Linked DNA regions of Danio rerio: region 2 is linked to region 1. Evidence: chromatin contacts called from public Hi-C data. All regions are on one chromosome and are shown on one strand. Each heading gives the region's core, a stretch centred on a gene start, on an enhancer-like site or on the middle of the called end of the contact. The rest is flanking DNA. Distances are from core to core; before and after follow the strand shown. Region 1 overlaps arhgap12b (Rho GTPase activating protein 12b). Region 2 has its middle 32 kb from the start of msl1b.

Region 1 (3,977 bases), core at 421-2,920:
GATGTACATATAAATTCATATATATACAAATATATGTACTGTATACAAGTATACAGTTGAATTCAAAATTATTAGCCCTCCTAACAATAATATATATATATTTTTTTCTTTATCAATTATTTCACAAATGATGTTTAACAGAGCAAAGAATTTTTCACAGTATTTCCTATAATATTTTTTCTAGAAAGTTCTATTTGTTATATTTAGGCTAATAAAAAAGCAGTTTTTTTTAGGTCAATATTATTAGACACCTTATGCAATATATTTTTTAAAGTGTCTACAGAACAAACCATCATTATACATTATATTATTAGAGGGATTTGCCTTATTTACCCTTACTAGCCTAAATAACCTAGTTAAGCCTTCAAATTGCACTTTAAGCTGAATACTAAAACGCTGACAAATATCTAGTAAAATAGTATGTGCTGTCATCATGGCAAAGATCAAGAAAATCAGTTATTAGACATTAGTTATTACAGTTTTTTTCCAACTGCTTACACACAAAATCTTGTCACACAATTTCTGAAACATCCCACTCAAAATGGAAAAACGACACAGCAAATTTCCACAACCAGAAGCTATTTCTCATCCTTATACTCAGTTGTAAACTGCATAAAACACTTTTTACAAAACACTACACACAACTCTCTACCTAAAACACAAAAATCTAACAGGAAGCCACTTTCTTTCCTTTTCCAAACATAACCAATCAAAATGCTACACTTATTGACATGGCACACACACTCCTCAAATGTGCAAACACTAATTTCTTAACTGATCACTAAGCAATCATTGTAGTGCAGACCTATAAATAGATCAAAAGTAACAGGACACTGGGATGTTCTGGAACAAAAAATCCACAATTTGTAGTTTTATACCTACTGCAGTCACCTTTTCTAAATAATACATTCTTTTTGTTAGAAGTTTAGAAATTCCTTTAGAAAAGAATAGAATAATTCTTCTCAGCCTGATGCTGGCAAGTATAATGTAGTTTGTAAATCTTCTCCATGAAATGGACACTTCTCCCACAGAGACCCTCCACTGACAATTGTGTTTTTACTGTATTCTGGAGAATATACTTTTGCTTTACATGTTTGCTTTTTACATTTGTACTTATTATGTTTATGGTTTTGTTGTATGCTACTGTATATACCAATAATGTTTGGCCTAACAGATATTTTTTGTTTCTACATGTGATTGGTGTTTACAGTGTACCTGTTCCCCCTCTCAGCCGATTATTTTCACTGTATAATATTGCATTGAACTGTAGATATAAGCTACAGTTTATGGCATATGATGTGTGTTTATGGAATTTCGAATGTAGTGTTACATTTTGAAAAATGAAAATGTAAGGCATTTTGCATTTCGTGTGCGCAGTTTTGAAAATTGTGTGTAGTCTTGAAAAAAGGTGACACGGCTTTAAAAATGTGTGTGAGCAGTTGGAAAAAAACTAAAACTATTATGTTTAGAAATGTGTTTAAAATTGGGGAAAAATAAGTGATAATATTTATTATAAATTATTATTATTTTAGATTCATATATAAGTAATAATAATTCAGGAGGGTTAATATAAATCTGACTTAAAAATATACAAACTAAATATTGATTTAAACATGACTGTATCAATTCCAATCTAATTGTGCCTTTTTTATCCACAATGAACAAATTTCAAGATGACAGTCGGGACACTACAAGAGCCCGAAGCGTCAGCAACACAACAGTTGCTTCTCCACATCTGCCATTTCCTATGAAACTCCTGAGGTTGATGTCACTGTCAAGAACTGTTTACACAGGCCGTTAACTAATCGAATTACATTCCCACTGCATCACAATCATAGCCAGCCGCGCCTGGATTAACAACAGCACCACGCGCTCACACTCTCCACCATACAGCCCTTCATATTCCCTCTCCGTCACAGTCTCGTGTGCAGTGGCGATGCATCAGGAGGATGTGGTGTTCAGTCTCTTTCTGTCCCTCATAATGATGTAGTTGGCCAGTCTCCAGGTCTGTCCCAGTAATGGATACAGTGAGATAACTCGATAGAGGCTTGCTGTGCAGAGCAGCAGCCACACCCTCCATATATACCTCCAACACTCACATTTACCAGAGCTGCCCACAGGGTTGCCACTTTAAGCTAAATATTCATTTCTCTGACTTTTCTCTCACAGTATGGAATAACATGTTGCGGTTGTGCTTATACGACAATAATGTGCTAAAATATTAAGATATCAAAATAGCAAAATTTGGTAACACTTTAAAATAATGATCCATTAGTTAATGTTAGTTTATGTATTTGCTAACATGAACAAACTATTAGCAATACAGTTATTATGATTTTTACTTATATCTGTTAATGTTACTTGACGGTTTTTTTAAATAAATAATGTTAGTTCGTCAATTCACTGTGCATTAACTAATGTTAACAAGCACAATTTTGGATTTTATAATGCATCAGTTAATGTAAAATATGATTAATAAATGCTTTACAGGACTATTCATACTAACAAACATTAACTAAAGGACCATTTTTCTAAAGTGTTACCTAAAATGTAAATATTGCATGACTTTAATATACCCACTGTGAGAACAATAATGGATCATTTACCTAAGATTTATTTTGAGTTGTTGTAAAATGCTCCTTCTCTCATATTTGATTGCTCGATAGTAGTGTTATATACAGGAATCAGAGAGTAAAATTCTATACCTTTTATAAGACTCTTTCCATACATTTTAAGACCACTTTAGGCCTGAACCGGTAACATTGGCGACCTTTTAAATATAATCACTAAATACTGATTGTAAGAAACAAATCCTAGACTAAAACATTATTTATAAACTTTATAAACATGTTAATCCAGAAGGTGTTGCTTATAGAACAGCAGAAATAATGGTGCTACCGTGGTTACTGCAGTAAATAATGCAGTGTGACATTAAATATAGCAGAATTTTATCAATTTTTTTAACTACACGGCATCCCAAAGTTTCAAACTTTAGCATTCAACTATAATTATAAAAGTGTATGATCAAAAATTATGCAAAGTATAATACCTTGTAACAGCATTTAAGTCTTTTTAAGGGCCTAAATTTCTCTAAATTGATTCTTATTTTTTGATACTTTAAGACCCTGCGGACACCCTGTTATTACTTGTATTTTGACAAAATTTGCATTTCTGTCGTCTTTTCAACATCAAATCTTTAAAATAGCGATTTTTAAAAGCAAATTTTTTGTGTATTAATTTTTGTGTACCAAGTGTATTATAATAAAATGTAAATAAAAAAAGAAAGAGGTCCCAACCATAACAATAGATGTGAAAATGCATGATATAAAAATATGTTATATAAAAATTGCATTCTGATAAACGGAAACTAAAATTTAAAGCAACAACAACAACAACAACAACAACAACAAAAACTGATATTCCACAGCTTGGACAAAAATATATAAAAAGTTTACTGACTTTCAATGTCTGGAACAAACCATTTGATATTCCATGAAACTACTCCTGGATGAAGGACGAGGGTTTATTAAAGTGACACTTTTCCATGCGCCTGTCAAAGTTAAGATTTTTTTAAAATTGTTCAATGTTTTTTTTCTTCAACCTATGTTAAATTGTTACGGTACACAATTTTCGGGTTCAAACCTCTACTCGTTTGATCTGAGAAAACTAAATAGCTATTTATGATCATGTTTAGTCATATCCAGGGTGTGAATTGCAAGTAATTACGTTTGATCCCCCTGAAGGAGATCAAAACAAGACGTATGGCAGGGATCACCCATTTAAATAGTGAGAAATAGTTGGCTCTGATCTGTATCTTTAATGATATTAATAATTAAAATAGTAGATAATATAAATATACAATTGATCACCCCATAACAGTACATACCACATAATCGCGTCAAGCTGTCTATGCGAGAAAATATTCATTCAGCAGTCTGAAACCAGCAAGAGCACCAATAGAACCCGTAAGTGTTCAC
Region 2 (3,977 bases), core at 740-3,239, 280 kb before region 1:
GCAGAGCACCTGCCGGATGTGTGACGCTCCACCAGGAGAGAGAAACAGAGAGAGACTTTGTGGCTGGGATGATGAATAAGATTGAATTATTCCTGCTTCATTTATCTACATTTTAGGTGGAAATTTTAGGTTTGGGGCAACACGGTGGCTCAGTGGTTAGGACTGTTGCCTCACAGTAAGAAGGTCACTGGTTTGAGTCCCAGCAGGGTCAGTTGGTATTTCCATATGGAGCATGTTCTCCCTGTGTTGGCGTGGGTTTTCTCCGGGTGCTCCGGTTTCCTCCACAGTCCAAAGACATTTGGTACAGGCAAACTGAATAAACTAAATTGTCCTTAGTGTGTGTGTGTGTGTGAGTGAGTGTGTATGGATATTTCTCAGAACTGGGTTGCATCCACTGTGTAAAACATATGCTGGAATAGTTGGAGGTTCATTCCACTGTGGCGACCTCTGATGAATAAAGGGACTAAGCCGAAGAAAAATTAATGGATGCATGGATTTTAGGTTTGAATAGTTAGATCTGTGTGTACAAGCAGTCAAGGTCCAAGCTATTTAAAAGTTTGAATAAGTGGGAAGCAAAATCCAAAACTTAAGAAACTTATTTTATTTTATTTTTTCATTTTATTTTCTATCTGTGAAAGTCATTTTTGTTATTGTATTTGCTGCATGTCTCAATAATTATATTTTATTTTGTATATATTGCACAGGTTTCAATGCCGAAATTCACAAGAGTGTGTTTAATACTGTTTAACTTTGATTATTTAAATGTTATTAGCATTAAGCAGCAATTGGCAAAACAATAATACAATTTTAATAATATAATAAATAACAAATGTTATGTGTATATGGATATGTATAACTTACTGAATGATATTGTGAGATATTAATAATTCCTTAATAATAATAATAATAATAATAATAATAATAATAATAATAATAATAATAATAATAATAATAATAATAATAAAATAATAGAAGCACAAAAAGGTCTGGATTCATTTTTTTTTTACCCATAAAGGATAATTCACCCAAAAACTATTATTCTGCCATCATTTACTTTGTTCCAAATTTTTTTTGTTCTGTTAAACACAAATAAAAGATATTTTGAAGAATGTTGGAAACCTGTACGTAACTATTGACTTCCAAAATTATTCTTATTTTAACCTGATGAGTTTTCTGTGGGAACGTGTGTGTCTGTGATTTGTGATGATGGTGTGATTTGATTGTTTAAATTGTTTGTATTAAATTAAAATAACTCTTACTTACTTTCCAGGACCATTTATATCAAAGTTTATATTGAGCTGCACCATGTCGCTGTTTCGTAACATTTAATTTTTTCGAGGTGGGTTGTTAGCCAGTGACCTTCTTGCTGTGAGGGGACAGTGCTACCCACTGCACCATCGTGCCGCCCCAAATGCCAAATCCTGCTGCTAATATATACCTACGGGTACTAATAAAGTCAACTAAACTGATAATATTTGTTTTTCCTATTGTGGATATCAATGGTTACAGATTTCCAACATTTTCTGTATTCCCAAAAAAGCAACAACATAATTTAGTTTGGAACAAGTCAAGAGTGACTAAATGATAGCTGAAATGTAATTTCTGAGTGAACAATTCCTTTAAAGTAAACTTGCCACACTCAAGAGAAAACGCCAGTCTATATTTGAGTCAGTTATCTCCATCTTCATCAAAAGTCTCAGGAGACGTGTTTTAAAAGACAAAAACACAAAAGTAAAGTCTCGGTTTAATATTTGCTTCTCTTATAAAGAGCAAAGTGATCAACTTTTTCTATCCAGTGTGTGTGTGTGTGTGCGGTTAAAGTGACTTCTCTCCATTGGCCTGTTAGTTGAGCTGTGCCATTTGTTTTCCCCATAGCCATGACGCTGCTCTGTGAGTCTGCTAGGCTCATATGAGACATTACAGGATAGCTGAGCCTCTCTTATGGGCCGCAGCTGCTCACGGCTGTTGCAGTGCCTGTGTGATGTCATCTTTAATGGACATCCATTTCCACTGGGGAACGGGAGGGAGTGGAACGATCTCCATAAAGCCACCTGCATATACTGGTGCATGTGTGCCACTGTATACATGACCTCTAAGAGAGAGAGAGAGAGAGAAAGAGGTGGGCTGGGGTATGAATTGATCAAACTCCAGTCCTTGGTGGGTTTGTTTCCAGAAGATGATAGCATTACTGGGGAACGGAAAAATCAATGATTTTTTTGAAAATGAACGGGGTGTGTGAGTGTGTGTTTTGGGGGTGTAGAGGGGCTGTGTTCAGGATCAGACCCTTTGCCTAAACCCAACACCGTCTTGAGTAAAGGAGAGCCCACTGGGGACGTAAGGTGAGACCTCAGGGCAGATGGAAGGGTGATGGAGGTGTGTGTGTGTGTGCTGATGAGTGTGTGGAAATCTATCTATCTATCTATCTATCTATCTATCTATCTATCTATCTATCTATCTATCTATCTATCTATCTATCTATCTATCTATCTATCTATCTATCTATCTGTCTATCTGTCTGTCTGTCTGTCTGTCTGTCTGTCTGTCTGTCTGTGTCTTTCTGCATTGTTTACTTGCCACAGATATTCATTTTCTTGTCGGCTTAGTCCCTTTATTAATCTGGGGTCGTCACAGCGGAATGAACTGCCAACTTATCCAGCAAGTTTTTTTTTACGCAACAAATGCCCTTCCAGCCGCAACCCATCTCTGGGAAACATCCACAAATATGTTTGTTTTTAAATTTAATATGGATGGTTCATCCTTTTGCAATTTCTTTTCTGTAACAGACTTTTTTTCATGTTTTTTATTGAATGTCTAAGATTAATATACTGTTTGCTTTATTGGAAAGATTCATATAAAATTTTTAATACAGTCGCTTTAGTGCATTTCTCACAACACTTTTTTAATTTCCACAATAGTTAATGCATTTCTCAAAATAACTAGTCCTTTGTGCACATCATAGTAGCAGTTTCTCATTCCTTCCAACAAATTGCGAATGCTTTTGGACATGCATCAATTGCTCTTGTCCAACTCTCTGCTGCTTTGTAACATTATCATTAGCTTATGTCATCTCAGTCAAAATTAACTAAACTTGTGAATGCTGAATAGTCACTCCATATAAAACTAATAGTCCTCATTTCATTACTTGACTCATTACATACAAAAATGTTGAACTAGTTGTCAAAATCTGTCAAGCTAATTTTATTAAAAAAAAAATGAAAATCATTTTCATGGACATCAATACTTGCTTTTGAGGAATGAGCTCTCCATTTTTGCAGTTTTGCAGTTTGTACTAATAGTTTTGAGAAATGCATCAAAGCCACTGAAAAAAAACTGTAATAAGATCATTTTTATTATTCATTCATTCATTTTCTTGTCGGCTTATTCCCTTTATTAATCCGGGGTCGCCACAGCGGAATGAACCACCAACTTATCCAGCAATTTTTTTTTTTATGCAGCGGATGCCCTTCCAGCCGCAACCCATCACTGGGAAACATCCACACACACACGCTCGGGAGCACCCGGAGGAAACCCACGCGAAGGCAGGGAGAACATGCAAACTCCACACAGAAACACCAACTGAGCCGAGGTTCGAACCAGCGACCCAGCGATCTTCTTGCTGTGAGACGACAGCACTACCTACTGCGCCACTGCCCCCCCCCCCCTTTTTTTATCTATGGGTGTAAATATTCTAAAGAATGCTGATGATGAATTTTGACAAATTTTGTTGTCGGTCAAGCAAAACAGTCAGAATGGCTATTGAAGGGAAAATATAGAGATTTAGAATAGTTATTGTCCTGGTTAAACCAAGGATTAGAATGGAATAGAAATTTTATCAACTCACAAAGAATTTACTTGAATTTTTAATTTAAATTGTGTGTGAATAAAGCTTTATGTATGTAAGGACAAAGAGGCTTTTTTAATTAGTGATGTTTGGTGATCAGATCATTTTGAGACATTTTGTAAAAATTGTACTTTGC

Evidence for each region. A called contact is a pair of places that touch in the nucleus more often than the background predicts.
Region 2: a Hi-C map of embryo shows a contact between it and region 1, with 2.9 times the contacts expected there. The contact joins two enhancer-like sites. A contact is called at or near these places in 2 of 18 Hi-C or Micro-C datasets (embryo and hematopoietic stem cells) and 1 of 4 datasets of contacts at active chromatin or transcription factors (caudal fin).

Annotation. Positions count from the first base shown.
Region 1 is chr12:28,518,209-28,522,185 of GRCz12tu, reverse strand. All of the region lies in intron 16 of arhgap12b (Rho GTPase activating protein 12b), which reads right to left. Among named protein-coding and RNA genes, the nearest start is that of arhgap12b, 98 kb to the right of the region's middle. Within about 2 kb of position 1,670, at least 3 of the 62 cell types and tissues checked have an H3K27ac peak or open chromatin away from gene starts, as enhancers often do.
Region 2 is chr12:28,802,408-28,806,384 of GRCz12tu, reverse strand. No RefSeq gene overlaps it. Among named protein-coding and RNA genes, the nearest start is that of msl1b, 32 kb to the left of the region's middle. Within about 2 kb of position 1,989, at least 13 of the 62 cell types and tissues checked have an H3K27ac peak or open chromatin away from gene starts, as enhancers often do.